3 separate regions of the Sus scrofa genome follow, and regions 2 and 3 are each linked to region 1. A link is a contact called in public HiChIP or PLAC-seq data. All regions are on one chromosome and are shown on one strand. The core of a region is the stretch at or near the end of the contact, and the rest is flanking DNA. Distances in the headings are between cores, read along the strand shown.

Region 1 (3,215 bases), core at 347-2,846:
AAACCCAGAGTCCTTCTGAAGTTGGAAGGATCCCTCAGCCAGTGGGTCTTCCTGTATGTTTGTGTTGGGGGTGGGGCAAAGCCCTAGATCCATTGGTCCTCTTTGCTGGGCAAAAAGTTTTCAATCACAGGGAAGGGTCATCTTGCAAATTCAAATTCTGGAAATTTCAGAGCCTAATCTCTTGGAAAGGTTCTGCAAGGTGGAAAGCATGGAATAAGGAGTTTCTTGGTTTTGTGTCTTCATTGTACTAGTATCAGTGAACAAATAACCTGAGATTTTGTTGATAATATTATTTTTGTCCACGCCTTCAGCATGTAGATGTTACCAGGCCAGGGATCAAACCCATACCACAGCAGCAACCTGAGTTGCCACAGTGACAACGCTGGATCCTTACCCTGCTGAGCCATCAGGGAACTCCTACTATTTAAACAGAGCAAGTCTAAAAAAAAAAAACCAAAAAACAAACAAACAAAAACCCCAAACAAACAAATTAAAAAAAAAAAAAAAGAAAGAAAGAAATAGAGCATGTCTAAAGTGGAACAAAAGCTATCCCACAATGTGTAATTACCAGCTTCTGAGTAGATAGCACACCTTTGACGCAGCTTGCAATAAGGGCTCATGGACTCCCTTTTCCTCCACTAGTATTAAAGTGTGAGACTAGAAAGAGAAGCCAATGTGGCAAGAGCTTTTTCCCCTCATTAAATAAGAACTAATATGAGTAGAAAGTAAAGCCCTATTATGTACAAATAAGCATATTGCTTCTTTGAAAAACATGACGGAAATAGACATTGCGGGGGTTTTCATTTTCCCTTCCCATCAAAGATGCTATTTCTCAGCATCCCTCATTTATATTACATGATTTAAAGTGTCAGTGAATCTCTCAGGTGTTTCTTTTGCCATCCCATATCCTGGGTTGTTGCATTTCAGTTGAGTGATACCTTCATACATAAGAGTTTTATGCAATGATGCAGCGTAAGCGATGATTTAAGTTTACCTTTATCATAAGACTGTCAGGAAGCCATGGTTCTTTTCTTTGCACACTATTAGGATGACTTACGTAGCCCACATTTTATAGTCTCAGTGTGATGTATTGGGATCCATAAAGATAGTCTTAAGCGTAGGAATTTTAAAATTCAGGCAAGCTAAGTTGCACAAAATCAAAATTATTTGGGAGAGTTATATCCGGTCCAGAGTCACATAAGAAATACCCTAGGATCAATCAGTTTCAATTTGTATTACTTTTGTATTTCTCTAAATCATTAAAAAATTTCTCCCAAGTCAAACTAGGCACTTGGCTGAGACCCCATCTTACTTCCTCACCCTAATTTCATCACAAAAGCCTGTATATTTACAGAGTAAGTCTGTAATTAATTTTAAATTCAATTTACTAATGAGGCTTAATTAATTCAGATTTAATTGCCATCTCACTGTTTAGAGATACATGCAATATTTCATCATCAGTTATTTTCAATCATTCTTTGAAATCGCTGGATAGAGAGGCACTATTGGGTAAGAGCCACAATATCAACACTAATCCTGCCTGACCTCACTTCTGGGCATTTGAGAAGACAACTGGGCCATATATACAATCGTTCAATTTAGAAATCACCTCTATGACACATTTAATAGGAGTCATTCAGACTCAGTTGGCAAGAAACTCACCACTCTTTAGGCTTTAGCTTACTGGATCTATAAACTGCTCTAACCCTTGAAAATTTTCCTCATCGTGGCCTAACAGCTGCTTTTTTTTTTTTTTCCTTAACAGCTGCTTCTAAGTTATTCTTCTACCTTGGTTCTAATGTCACTTTGGTACAAGTCTCAAGAAATCTAAGTGAGGAGTTCCCTCTGTGGTGGAGTGGGATAAGGATCTGGCATTTCCGCAGCCGTGACCTATGCCATGGCTGTGTCTCAGAGTCTATCTCTGGCCCAGGAACTTCCATATGACGTGGGTGTGGCCATTAATAAAAAAAGAAATCTAAGTGATTCTTTCACTTAGTCTTCTGTTCTTCAACAGGAGCTGTTCCAGGAGTTCTCTTGTGGCATGTCGTGTTAAGATCCAGCATTGTCACTGCAGCAGCTTGGGTTGCTGCTGTGGCGCAGGTTCCATATCTGGCTAGAGAACGTCCAAATGCCAATGGCGTGGCCATAAAAAAATAAAGGAAGCTGTTCCATCACTCTAAGTTATATCTCCTCATGTTCAAATCTCTTCAATCCTTACTGCAGCTTAATCAGACCACAGCGGAGAGAAGTGAGATCTTCAGCTTCCTTGGTCTGGAATTAGCCTTTTTTTTTTGGCTGCAGAAGTTCCTGGGCCAGGGATTGAATCTTTGACACAGTTATAATCAGAGCCACAGCACTGACACTGCCAGATCCTTAAACTGCTGAGCCATGAGTGAGCTCCCACTATTAATTTAGCATAAAATTACTTTCTCTCCATCTGCCTATTTATCTATCTGTCTATCTAAACAACTTGCCTCACACTGGGGAGCTCATATATCATGTAGAAGCTGGAGTTTGGGACTGTTAATGGGTTTTATTAATATTTATTGAGTTCCTACTATGCCTAAGACATAGGGTTGTCAGATAAAATGCAGGCTATTTAGGGGAAAATATAGGACATTCAGTTAAATTTGAGTTTCAGCTAAACAATGAATATCCTTTAGTATAAGTATTTCCCCATATTGCATGGGTATACTAAAAATTATTCATTGTTTTTCTAAAATTTATATTTAACTATGTGTCATAGTTTTATTTGCTAAATCTGGCAAACTTATTAAGAAATTAACTTATTTTATCTTCATAATGACATGGTGAAATCTGGTATAATTATGCTCCCATTTTATAGATGAACAATCTGATGCTAACAGAGTCCACAGCTAGTGAGCATGAGAGTGGGGATTTAAATTTAGGCTGTCTAAAAGCACAATACTTTCTTTTTTTAAGGCTGCACCTACAGCATATGGTGGTTTCCAGGCTAGGGGTTGAATCAGAGCTATAGCTGCTGGCCTACACCACAGCCACAGCAACACTGGATCAGAGCCTCATCTGCAACCTACACTGCAGCTCACAGCGATGCCAGATCCTTAGCCCACTGAGCAGGGCAAGGGATCTAACTGGTATCCTCATGGATACTAGTCTGATTCATAACCTGCTGAGCTACAACGGGAACTCCCCAAACCACAATACTTAACCCCAGCCAAGGGTTAGAAACACTG
Region 2 (3,022 bases), core at 16-2,515, 170 kb after region 1:
AACTGGGTAGGTGATGACACTATTCAAGACAGAGTTCCAAAAAAGGTGGATAATAGTGGGATGGGGGAAGGGAAGGGGAGAGGGTAAGTTCAGTTTGCACATACATTTTAAGGTTCCCACAATACACTCACATGGATATCCTCAATACGTACTTGGAAATGAGTTCAGGTAATTTGTAGGCATCAGAGACACAGATTTCAGAGGCAAGTCTGGTTTACAGGTGGCGGGTGAAGTCATAATGAATTGATCAAGAAAAAGTGAGACAGAAACAAGTCATGGGACTACAACACTTAGGAGGCAGGCTGAGGAAGAGGAGCCAGTTTATGTGATCAAATATTAAAGAATATTTTAAAAGAAGCTAAAAATAAATAATTGGTTTTGGAAGTACAGATCAGTGATGACCTTTATCAAAGTGATGTGAATCCTGGCTATGCCAGCAGAATGCAGAGTAAGAATAAGCAGGTCAGTGGGGTGGTGGAGCCGTAAATGCAGATGACCCTGAGAGTCAGTGAAGAGGAAAAGAGAAGTTGGGCTGTCTCTTTGGGGATTCCCGAGGTCAAAGAAGAGTATTTGTTAAAATGCAGAGAATACTAATTATCTTTGTAGAATGAGAGAAAACCTAATGATGGAAACAAAATAGACTGAAGATATTAGAAAGAGATGGATAGCTGACAAACAAGTTTCAAGAAGTAGGAGGCACGGAGGAGGACTAAGTACACAGAAAACGTGTTATCCCCGTTAAGTTATCAAGAACAATCTCATCCGCTGATGAGTGACAGCAGGTGTGTTTGGAGTAGAAGGGATGGTTGCTAAGAGAGCCCCTTGTGCTCTTTTTCGTGAAGGGAGAGGCTGCAAGGTAGGGGACTTGAGAAAAGAAGGAATCAGAAAAAAAATGAGAAAGGAAACTAACGACATTTGAATAAAGGAATGTCAACACCATAACTGGCCCATGTGAAGTTGCATCTCAAGTTAGCAATCATTTATTGGCTGCCTCCTGAGCAATGACTCCACACTTCCAGTAGCTCATGGACCTGGGATCTATGAGTCTGCAGGGAGGCCACAGGGGACCTGGCTGAAGCCAGAAACGGACTGTATAACCTATGCTAAACCAGTCAGCACACTCCACACCTGTGGGCATAGTGTCTAGTTCAGAGGTGAGCAGGAGACAAACTCTGGCCAACAGAATGCATCTTAGGTCTAGTGCTAGAGATGTGGAGATAAAGATGATTTCTCACAGCTGTTATACACGAAAGAGGAAGTATGAAGCCCTAGAGCTGTTGAAAGCTGTCTTAGTCACTCAGGCTGCCTTAACAAAACACCACAGACTGGCTGGCTTAAACAATAGACGTTCTGGAAGCTAAAAACCCAAGATCAAGATGGCATCAGGACTTGTTTCTGGTGAGGCCTTTCTTGCTGCCTTCTTGTTGTGTTCTCACATGGCCTTCCATCTTACATTGTTGTGGAGAGAAAGACTGCTGATATCTCCTTCCCTTCTTATAAGGACACAGTTCTAGGAGTTCCCTGGTGGTACAGAGGGTTAAGGTCCTGGCACTGTCACTGCTGTGGCTGTCTGTGGCTCAGGCTACTGCTGCTGCCAGGTTCAATCCTGGCCTGGGAACTTCTGCATTCCATGGGTGTGGTGCGTGTGCACGCAGGCACACACACAGACATACACACACACACACACACAATCAAAACAAAAGGCAAAAATCCCATAAGGACACAGTTCTATCGGATTAGGGTTCCACTCTTATGACCTCATTTAACTTTTATTTACTTCCATAAAGGCCCTATACACAGTCATATGGGGATTTGGGGACTTCAAAGTATGAATTTGGGGGAAGGAGACAATTCAGTCCACTAAAAAAAGCTATCTTAAAGCCATGAGTTGTCTGGCCTAAGGATGATTGGCATGGTACAACTTTAGGACAAAGCCAACTCTGATGAAGGAAAACTGGTAAAATAAAAAGAAATTAGGTCCCACTATTAATTTGTTAGTTTCATTTGAAGCAAGTCACACCTCTGCCTTTTTCAGTTATTGAGTCAATATGTCCCCTTAACTGTTTAAGCCAGTCTTGAGTTTTCTGTTATTTCCAATCAAAAGTAACATAATATAGTAGTTATGTGACTTCCTCTATCACTTGGCAGTCTGGGGGAAAATATTTGGTTTTATCCAGATTAGGCCTGTCCAGGCTTGCTAGTATAGAAAGTAGTGGTGATTTAGGATGCGGAATTAGGGAGACTATAACTGATAACCATAAAGTAAGCCCCAAATGCCTAGAAATTTAAAAATTAAGAGGGGAGAGAAGGAGGATTGGAGGTGGGGGAAGGTTGATGTGTTTGATGTGGCTGAGGTCTGAGTTTAACAGAAACAAGGGGAAAGAAAGACAAATAGAAGGCACTGGTGAGTAATTAGACCTTCTGAGCTTGCTAACCCCTGTCACCAGTAACAAAAGGTCATACTGTAACAAAAAGGAAATTCTGCTTTGAATGAGAGACTTTTACAGGGTGAGAAAACAACAAGGCCAAAAACACTTAGGAAAAAGAAACTTTTTAGCATGGACAAAAAGTTGAAATATGAACTCCCACCCACCACCTCATTTTAATCTTTAGAAGGTTGTTAAAATAAATCACCATTCTTTGCTCTCCAGGAACAATCACCCACTGGATACAAATGAGATCCTATTCCTGTGGTGGCTCAGTGGTTAACGAATCCGACTAGGAACCATGAGGTTGCGGGTTCAATACCTGGCCTTGCTCAGTCGGTTAAGGATCCGGCATTGCCGTGAGCTGTGGTGTAGGTCACAGACGTGGCTCGGGTCCCGCGTTGCTCTGGCGTAGGCTGGCAGCTACAGCTCCGATTCGACCCCTAGCCTGGAAACCTCCATACGCCACGGGAGCAGCCCTAGAAATGGCAAAAAGACCAAGAAAGAAAAAAAAAGATCCTATGACACCTTTTTAAATTGTGTATTTATCACGGTAATCTAAAAATAAAATCAGTAAGAGCAACCATCTAACTGCT
Region 3 (3,145 bases), core at 570-3,069, 190 kb after region 1:
CAACGCTGGATCCTTAACCTGCTGCACCACAAGGGAACTGCCTGTTTCACCTTTTAAAATCATTTGGAATTCTTTCGCCCGGGAGATTTGTTTCTTCTCCCTCATTTATTTCATTTCTTTATATCAGTATGGATGCACAGATATTTATTTTAAACTTTGTGCTACAACCTAAAACTACTTAATTTTGTTGTTCAAACTATTCCTGCTTTGGCCATCAAGGGCTCTTTCACTTGGCTCCTATATCCTTTTGCCACCCTCTTATCATTGTATTTTGAGGCACTTCCCTACTTTCTGGCACTACGAGATGTTGCAGGCTCTTGTATATTCCTTGACCCAGTCCTAGAATCAGCCATTTCTCTAAATGTGTTTGTTCCTTTTATTGGAAATGGTCTGGATGCTGGGTGTGCCCCTTGCTACTAGGCTGTTATTGCTTCTAGGCCCTCTCGACCGACAAAGCAAGTAAATATATATGTGTATACTAAACTGTGTATATATACAAATATCTTCATCTGTAAATCTTCTCATATGTATCCATCTAAATCCACAGTAAGCTAAACTAGAGTTTATACTAATGTCGCCAACTCTAATCCATTATCACATGGATCCTTCTAGGCTTCTCCTCTTGTATATAACCTCCTACTCCACCAGTAAAAAACCTGGTTCCCATCGTCCACCATCAGTTATTAATTGTTCAATTCCAGACACATGTGTGATAATTTCAGAATTGTTAACCCATACCCCTCTGGGAAACTTTTATCAACTAGAGTACAGTGCTTATGCATAGTTCTCCTACTGCCTTTAGTTTTACAGTGTCAATTTCAAAGTTACTTAACGTCAGCACTTTTTCCTTGGCCTCTTTCACTGAGGCTACCACATACATTTGTAATAAGGCTAGATTCTTTGGTTATAGCATGCATTCTATCCTGGAATAGAATAGAACTGCCCTTGTTTTTTAAATTTTGTATACATTAAGGTTTACTTTTGTGCTGTAAAAGCTATACAGGTTTTAATAAATGCACAGTGTTAATGCATCCACCATTATATCATACAGAATCATTTTCTCCACCCTAAAAAGAAAAATTCTGTGTGCTACCTAATCAACTCTCTCTCCTCCCCAAATTCTCTACAACTTTATAAATTCATGTGATTCTCAATCCAGTTCTGTTTCCACTTAGCAGATGATTGAATGAGACTCAGAAAGAGTAAATGGCTTGGTCAAGATCTTACTAAGTGATGCTGTTGGTGCTACAACTTGTGCCTTTAGATCCTGCTGTGATGCTCTTTCTTTTTTCTTTTTTTTTTTTTTTTTTGGTAACTCGCTGAATTTATTTATGGCATCTATTTTGAATTCTCTATCAGATCACAATCTTTCATGAGTTTAACTTTTGTTTCTGGAGAATTGTCATTTTCTTTTTGTGATTCTGTGTGACCATAGTTTTTCATGGTGTTTGGTGAGTTATTCTTTGGCCAGTGCATTGGAAGTAGCAAATACTTTTCTTCTTTAGATAAAGCTTCCCCCCCCCCTTTTTTTTTTGGCTTTTTGCTATTTCTTTGGGCGCTCCTGCGGCATATGGAGGTTCCCAGGCTAGGGGTCTAATCGGAGCTGTAGCTTCCAGCCTACACCAGAGCCACAGCAACGCGGGATCCCAGCCGCGTCTGCGACCTACACCACAGCTCACGGCAACGCCGGATCGTTAACCCACTGAGCAAGGGCAGAGACTGAACCCGCAACCTCATGGTTCCTAGTCGGATTCGTTAACCACTGCACCACGACGGGAACTCCCTGTGATGCTCTTTCAATTACACAACTTTACTTCCTTGTTTTCAACAGGAAGGATCATGGTTGTATACAGAGACAAGGATAAGACAGAAATGGTGGTAAGTGATCATATGTTGCATTAATGGAAGCTTTTACACTAAAAATATGAGGAAGTGGAATTCTAGTCTAGTAATTTGGTGAACCTGATACCCCAAAAACTTTCTGCTATAAATTATTCCCAAAAGGCTGGACAAATACATTAGAAAAGTATATCTTGTTAAAAACATCAGTGAACCAGCAAGAAAGAGAAATCCTCAGAGACCAAAAGAACTCAGAGACCAAAGATACAAAGAGCTGAGAGAGCAATGAAGCCACCAGTTGTCCAAATCCCACAGTGGATTAAAAAAAACAAAACACAAAAATGTATTTAAATAAATTCAAGCTTCATTTAACATCAGAAAATATATTTATGTAATTACCACATTATCAGACAAGAAAAAAATTACGTCATCTCAGAAGTTACAAAGTATTTGATAAAATTCAACACCCATTCATGACTGAAAATAAAATGAACAAGGAGTTCCCGTCATGGCTCAGCAGAAACAAATCTGACTAGCATCCATGAAGACGCGATTCAATCCCTGGCCTCTCTCAGTGGGTTAAGGATCCAGCGTTGCCGTGAGCTGTAGTGTAAGTCACAGAAGCGACTCAGATCTGGCGTTGCTTTGGCTATGGCATAGGCCAGAGGCTACAGCTCCAAAGCGACCCCCAAACCCAGGAACCTCCAAGTGCTGCAGGTGCAGCCCTAAAAAGCAAAAAAAAAAAAAAAAAAAAAAAAGAACAAAACTTTTAGCAAATATAAAGTGAAAAAGGAATTCATTAACCTGATGAAAGGTAGCTACCAAAAACCTACAATATCATCCTTAATGGTGAAGTATTAGAAGTATTCCATTTATAAACATAAATAACACAAGGATGTCCACTATCACTGATTCTATTCAACACTGCATGGAGGTCCTGGCCAGTGTAGTAAGAAAAGAAAGAGAAAAAAAGGTAAAAGAATTGACTTTAGTCCTTTTTTTTTTTTTTTTGGGGGGTGGCCCCCGAGGCATATGGAGTTCCCAGGCTAGGGGTCCAATCGGAGCTACAGCTACCCGCCCACGCCACAGCCACAGCAATGCAGGATCCAAGCTGTGTCTGCGATCTGCACCACAGCTCGTGGCAATGCCGGTTCCTTAACCCACTGAGTGAGGCCAGAGATCCAACCGCAACCTCATGGTTACTTGTCGATTTCGTTAACCACTGAGCCAGGACGGGAGCTCCAGAGAGAAGAAAGTAACAAAACCGTCAGTTTCCTGAGGACATAATTATTTATATAGAAAAATC

Evidence for each region. HiChIP or PLAC-seq counts read pairs in DNA pulled down with a chosen protein or histone mark.
Region 2: an H3K27ac HiChIP or PLAC-seq map of alveolar macrophages shows a contact between it and region 1. The contact joins two enhancer-like sites. A contact is called at or near these places in 1 of 47 Hi-C or Micro-C datasets (embryonic fibroblasts) and 1 of 2 datasets of contacts at active chromatin or transcription factors (alveolar macrophages).
Region 3: an H3K27ac HiChIP or PLAC-seq map of alveolar macrophages shows a contact between it and region 1. The contact joins two enhancer-like sites. A contact is called at or near these places in 1 of 47 Hi-C or Micro-C datasets (embryonic fibroblasts) and 1 of 2 datasets of contacts at active chromatin or transcription factors (alveolar macrophages).

Annotation. Positions count from the first base shown.
Region 1 is chr15:77,364,980-77,368,194 of Sscrofa11.1, forward strand. No RefSeq gene overlaps it. Among named protein-coding and RNA genes, the nearest start is that of TLK1, 37 kb to the left of the region's middle. Within about 2 kb of position 1,597, at least 1 of the 83 cell types and tissues checked has an H3K27ac peak or open chromatin away from gene starts, as enhancers often do. A contact at or near this core is called in alveolar macrophages, where this site is marked.
Region 2 is chr15:77,537,521-77,540,542 of Sscrofa11.1, forward strand. All of the region lies in intron 1 of METTL8 (methyltransferase-like protein 8), which reads right to left. Among named protein-coding and RNA genes, the nearest start is that of METTL8, 25 kb to the right of the region's middle. Within about 2 kb of position 1,266, at least 15 of the 83 cell types and tissues checked have an H3K27ac peak or open chromatin away from gene starts, as enhancers often do. A contact at or near this core is called in alveolar macrophages, where this site is marked.
Region 3 is chr15:77,554,957-77,558,101 of Sscrofa11.1, forward strand. All of the region lies in intron 1 of METTL8 (methyltransferase-like protein 8), which reads right to left. Among named protein-coding and RNA genes, the nearest start is that of METTL8, 8.0 kb to the right of the region's middle. Within about 2 kb of position 1,820, at least 2 of the 83 cell types and tissues checked have an H3K27ac peak or open chromatin away from gene starts, as enhancers often do. A contact at or near this core is called in alveolar macrophages, where this site is marked.